Linked DNA regions of Zea mays: region 2 is linked to region 1. A link is a contact called in public Hi-C data. All regions are on one chromosome and are shown on one strand. The core of a region is the stretch at or near the end of the contact, and the rest is flanking DNA. Distances in the headings are between cores, read along the strand shown.

Evidence for each region. A called contact is a pair of places that touch in the nucleus more often than the background predicts.
Region 2: a Hi-C map of endosperm shows a contact between it and region 1, with 3 times the contacts expected there. The contact joins the promoter of LOC100280610 here to the promoter of LOC100279120 in region 1. A contact is called at or near these places in 5 of 25 Hi-C or Micro-C datasets (bundle sheath, ear, endosperm and 2 more).

What each region holds. Positions count from the first base shown.
Region 1 is chr1:193,154,525-193,157,523 of Zm-B73-REFERENCE-NAM-5.0, forward strand. It overlaps LOC100279120, which reads right to left and starts at 1,580. Exons shown (of 1, transcript NM_001152161.1): 1 at 944-1,580. The coding sequence starts at 1,573. The coding sequence ends at 1,142. It overlaps LOC103642122, which reads right to left and starts at 911. Exons shown (of 1, transcript XM_008665438.4): 1 at 1-911. The coding sequence starts at 322.
Region 2 is chr1:193,401,316-193,404,015 of Zm-B73-REFERENCE-NAM-5.0, forward strand. It overlaps LOC100280610 (heavy metal-associated domain containing protein), which reads left to right and starts at 1,255. Exons shown (of 3, transcript NM_001153528.1): 1 at 1,255-1,438; 2 at 1,994-2,066; 3 at 2,421-2,700. The coding sequence starts at 1,433. The coding sequence ends at 2,614. It overlaps LOC100381517, which reads left to right. Exons shown (of 2, transcript NM_001356626.1): 2 at 1-185.

The DNA.
Region 1 (2,999 bases), core at 330-2,829:
GGCCTAGCGGCCGCGCCTCGTCGTCGTCGTCGTCGTCGTCGTCGCCGCCGCCGAGCTCCAGCGCGCGGGTCGCGAACGGTGCCGTGACCCACCCGAGCCCCCACTCCCACCACCGCCGCAGCGCGCCCGCCGCCGCCAGCGCCTTGACGGAGGGCATCGACCGCGCGCGCCGGAACGCCGCCACGGAGGACGACGGCCTCACGCGCGCCGAGAAGGAGGAGATGCGCCGCCGCAGCTCGATCCCGGTCCCTGCCGTGGTCACCGGCAGCTGCTCCTCGCTCCCCCGCGGCTTGATCGTCTCCAGGATCGCGTCGGTCGCCATTGCTCCTCGACTTTGGCGACCACCGACCCGGCCGGGGGATCGAACGGGCTGTGGGAGACACTAGTGGATGGGAGAGGGGGAGAGATCTTGGACGCGGAGGCTGGACCGGTTGGTAGGCGCGAAACTGACAAACTCCTGGCTCCTCAGCTCATCACTGCTTGGGGGACTGAAGAAGAGCTGGAGCAGCTGTATTCCGATTCCGACCAAGACCAATACACGCGTAGCGGGTAGAAAACCCAAAGAAAAGAGACGATGGCAAGACGAACAAGCGAGCTCCAGTCTCGCATGTCGCATTGCTTGCCATGATGTCTGCAAGCGGGGCGGCACGGCGTGTCGGCGCCTGACGCGGAATACCGAGGAGAGGGGCCGGCGGGCCGTTGTTTGTCCCGTGCCGGTGCGTGCTCAGCCAGACGTGCCGCCCACGCGCGCGGTCCATGTGATGTGCCCATCGCCCCATCCACTCTTCTCCAGTCTGATCTGGATTATTGTGCGTTGTGTTTTGGACAGCTTGCTAGCCGTATACACATAAATACGTACATATGTATACCGTATACTGTATATACATCTAGGTGCGGAGATACTCAAGGCAGTTTCCATTCGCATGGCAGCAAGGTTTTTTTGTTTTTTGCACCCGAACAAGCACGGCCTGAATACTTTCATTGTCGACCGAAGAAAGTAAATGCCAACAATCCAGATGAACAAGAAAAAAAAAGAAAAGAAAGCAAATCCCGAGTGACGCATCCACGACCACGATCCATCCATTTCCAGCGCAGCAACAGTTACCAGTTACCTAGCGGACGGACGGAGCTGGGAACGGCATCACAGGCGGGCGGTGTCCACGGCCGCGCCGCCGATGTTGGCGCCGGGGAAGAACGCGCCGCCGGGGCCGGCCCAGGACACGCCCTCCTCGGCCTTCCACGCACCGTCATCGAAGTTGCGCGCGTAGCTGGCGGAGTCGTACCCCAGCACCCCGGCTCCGGCTCCGGCCCCGGCCCCGCCGCCCGCCGTGGCACTCCTCCTGCCGCTGCCGCCCTTCCTTTCCGCCGCCGTGCCGCCTCTTCCGCAGAGCCCCGCCCACGCCAGCTTCCGCGCGCGGCCTGCGCCGCCGCACCAGTACCGCCGCCTCGCCGCGCAGCTCAGCCGCACGGCCGCCCACCGCAGCAGCACCCACGCCCGCGCCCGCACGCCGCCGCCCCGCGGACGCTGGCTCTGGCTCCCCTGCGAGAGCAGCCGCTGGTACGTTACACCCATCAATCACGAGACGCCGCGCCGTACTGCAGTCCGCAGTCGTTTTTGGCGCCACCTCGTAACGTATCGAGGTAATACGGTGGGTGGGTGGGCGGACGAGCGTTGGCGGTGTGGCTCTTTTGCTTGCGCGCGTGCAGTACTGCAGTGCGGGCTGGGTAGTTTTTGACTTTTGAGGGGGGTTTCCGCGTCGTTGGGTAGTGGACCGCGCACCGCACGACGGTTTGGGCCGGGCGGGTGCGGGATGGGCCCTGAGATGCACGTCCGTCCTGCTATCGACAGATGCACAGCGGGGGTGCTCAGGGCCCACACCACCACCACCACCACCGAATATCATTTCTCCCTGACCCACTTCTATTTTTTTTCATCTCTTAAATATATCTTGTTCTTAATTTGAAGCCCTAGTTGGACGTACACAAGTGTTGGTCTCGTTCGCCAGGATGACACTTTGCTTATATTGGAAGCGCTGTCAGGAAACAGGATTTCATTCGTAATCCTGCAACTCATAGAGCGGGCAGCGACTAGGGGTGTGTTTGTCCTCATGGCCCAGCAGCCTGGCTGCGCTCCCGGGCTGCAGCTCCCGTGTTTGCGTCGTCTGGCTTACTCGGGAGCCTGGCTGTCTGCGTGCAAGTTTAGTCTCTCAACCTGTCTCCATAGAAACGAGATCAAGGTCCGTTTCTTGGGAGCCTGACTATTCATGGCGCAAGGATTCCGCGTTTAGATAGTTTTAGTCTTCTAGCCCGGTTAGATACTGAGTGACAAGAGCCAGACTCATATGATATAAGTGCGCAAATAAAATTAGTTATAGTAGTCGGGACATGCTAAGTCCAGCCTAGACGAGTTAAATGGGTCGAGCTGGCAAAAAACAGAGTCACAAACATACCCGAGAGGACCACTGCCAGCGCACTCCCGATGGCACTGGCACTGGCACTGGCATGGCCTGCAACACGATCGAATCTGGATCGGTTAGCAAGCCTTTTCCATGCCGTCTTCTCCATCAGGGACAGTGACGAACAGTGGCCGCCGCTCCCCAGGTCCAGGTGGCCGGTGGGACCGCATGAGCACCGACGTGGCAAACATGGCGTCGATGGAGTAGGCCGCGTGACCAGTCCCTTCAGATCGGTTGACAAACCTGCTCGGGTCACAGTCTCACAGAGACCGGCATTCTGGTTCTGCAAACTCCAAAACGGTGCCATATGGCTGCGTCAGTTTGCGCAAAGACGGTGTCGTTTAGTAACCCTTTCAGACCATCGCCTTCCGTCGTCGCAGTGGTGGTTAGAAATTTAGTCATTTTCGATTTTAATTTAATACGAAAAACAATGCGATATATGCATAGGTGTATATAACTACTCGTATGAACAAGTATGTAAGAAAAAAACATAGTGTAAGGCTTATCAATGATATAGCTGAGGGTGAGTATTTAGCTTTTAAT
Region 2 (2,700 bases), core at 5-2,504, 250 kb after region 1:
TGCAGAACTGCAGTCGAATTAGTGGCGAGGAATGCATCGCCATAGGTGTTAGTTGGCCTGTCAGCAGGCTGTTCCGATCCCACCGTTGTTTTTAGTTTTTTTTTTGTTTTGTTTCTCTCTCCATCAAGTGTATAATCTGTCTGCGAGTTGCGTATATCATGCAATGCTGAGTGAGTTTTGTCGGCAGATAGCACAAAGTTTTGGAAAGGTATCTCTATACAGCTGGGCTTATTAATCTGGAGGATTATTAATTATTATTATATCTAATCACATATGAAGATATGGAATCTCGTGTAGGTAGCTAGTGACAACAAGTTATTGCTTAATCTCTTGGTTATACGTACTTTGGTGAGTTGGTGTCATTAGTTGCAGTCAGCAGCGTGGGGCAAGCAATGCAAGAATACCAAACTTGCGTCACGGTCCATGCATATCGTATCGATCGTCGCCCTAGCTAGCTCCTTTTCTTCCCCATTCAGTCATCACCTCCATCCCCGTCGTCGTGGCCCGCTTTAACCTTTCGCGCTTTTGCTCTTTTTGTAAGCTGTACTGTACTGAGATCTCCAGACGACATTCCAAACTGTACGTCCGGGCCGGCCTCCGCCCGACACCGCAAAAAGCGAGCTGCTTGGACTCGTCAATGGCGTCCCGCGTCCGTCCACGTCGTCGATCGCAGGATCCTCTACGGAACAATAACCTCTCTTAGTCTCGGACTCGGTGCTGACCATGCAGAAGGTGACCGCAACCGATCAGCCTCTCCTTTCGCGCCCGCGCGCCATGAGCCATGGGACCATCGAGAAGGGAGCTCTCGGCGAGTAAACTAGTGGCTCTGGGCTCCGGCCGGAAGGGATGAGATAGCAAGAAGAGAGAGAGAGAGACCTCGGCGAGACCACCGGTCGCTCTTCTCCATGAAGACCTAGTAGGGTTGGCTTTGAGAAAGCCGAGAGGAGGTCACTGTGGCATGCATGCACCGCACAGGGTCGTACCGTAGCTACTAGAGGCCTTGTAGCGGAGCTTACTATATATTTAGGCAGCAGTTAGACTAGCAGCTAGTAGATCGCAACATCAACAACAGCAGCAGGAACGAATCTCTAGCTTGTTGTTGAGCACCATCTTTAGGCTTTTCCCTTCATCACATCCTGCCCCCCTGGCCCCTGCTGCTGCTCGATCTTTTCGCCTTTTGTCGTCGTCGCTAGGGCGTGGCGTGGTTGTTGCTTGCCGATATAAGAAGGCTAGCTGCTCCTGCTCACACGTCTTATATTCCCTTCTTCTTCTTCTTCTTGTCCTCCTCCTTCGTCTTCTCCATCTTCCCGTCCTTCGATCCATCAAAAGCTGGCCGGCCGAGACGACGTGCATAGCTATAAATAATAGCCCATAGCATCCTCAACAACCAGACAAGAAGAACCACGCCGCCGGTTGTTTGTTAATTTCTTCCATGGAGGTACGGGCCGGGGATTATTTCTGTTCATTGGAATTCACGTACGATCCGATAAATTGTACTACATATATGCTATAGCTTGCTGTTGTTCATGTAAAAGTTGACGATGATGACTGCTGCATTCGGCGGTACGATCTCCTCGGGGTGTTGGTGGTTGGAGGGGCTCAGATGTTGAATTCAGAACGAATCCCAACTAGCTAGCTAGCTAGTTTCTGATTGGAAACAAAACACTGCAGACGATTGTAATAGGCCATATATCATCTAGCAAAAAAAAAAAAAAAACAAGTGCAAGCTTTTGTTCGGAAACATGCTGTGAATCAGTGTGATGATGCTCTTGACATACACACTACTAGTTAGTTAGTACGCTTTAATAATTAAACCTGCAGTGCTGCCTTTTCCCTTTGCATGATGAACTAGCTCTCGCGAGCAAGCAAGCAACGCAAGCTACTAGCTAGCTGGGACTGCACTGCACATGCAGATGCATGAAAGGCAGCATTGTTGCGACAACGAACAACCCAATCCTGTGCGCGTTTCCTGATCGCTGGTGGCGTTTCGCAGAGCACGGAGCTGAAAGTGGAGATGGTGGCGTTGCATGAGAAGCGGGTACGCAGATGCCTGTCCAAAGTGAAAGGTACGTACGTTACGTCCGTGATGAGCGCCTTCAGGCTTCAACAAAGCCCACCCCATCCCGCCGCCGTCCATTCCGGCCGGCCGGCCAACCAGCTGCCAGGGCCCCCCGGCCGGCAGATCGATCATTACTTCCAGTACGATCGGTATGCAGCAGCAGCAGCTGCTGCTGCCATCGTCCCTCCCTGTGTAGAGAGCTGCTGGATCTGGATTCTAAACGTCCTTTAATTCTAGCTCCTTCTTCTTTACCCAAAGCCTGGGCGGCTGGGCCTTTGTTGTTGTCGGTGGTGTTGTTGTTGTTTTTTTCACCTGATCCTGGCGTGGATGGCTCAATGCGCACGCACGCATGCGTATGCAGGGATCGAGCGGGTGGAGGTGGAGGCGAGCCTGCAGAAGGTGGTGGTGACGGGGTGCGTGAACCGGAGCAAGATCCTCAAGGCGCTCCGCCGGGTGGGGCTGCGCGCCGAGCCGTGGTCACCGCACAACGAGCTGCTCAGCGCCTACGCCGCCACCACCACCCTCGTCTTCAACAACTCCTACGCCTTCTTCTGATCAAGTCATCTCATCCTTTATAGCTAGATAGCTACTGTAATCTCTCTCTCTGCGTGCTTGGCTTGCTTGGAGTTTGTTGGGAACGT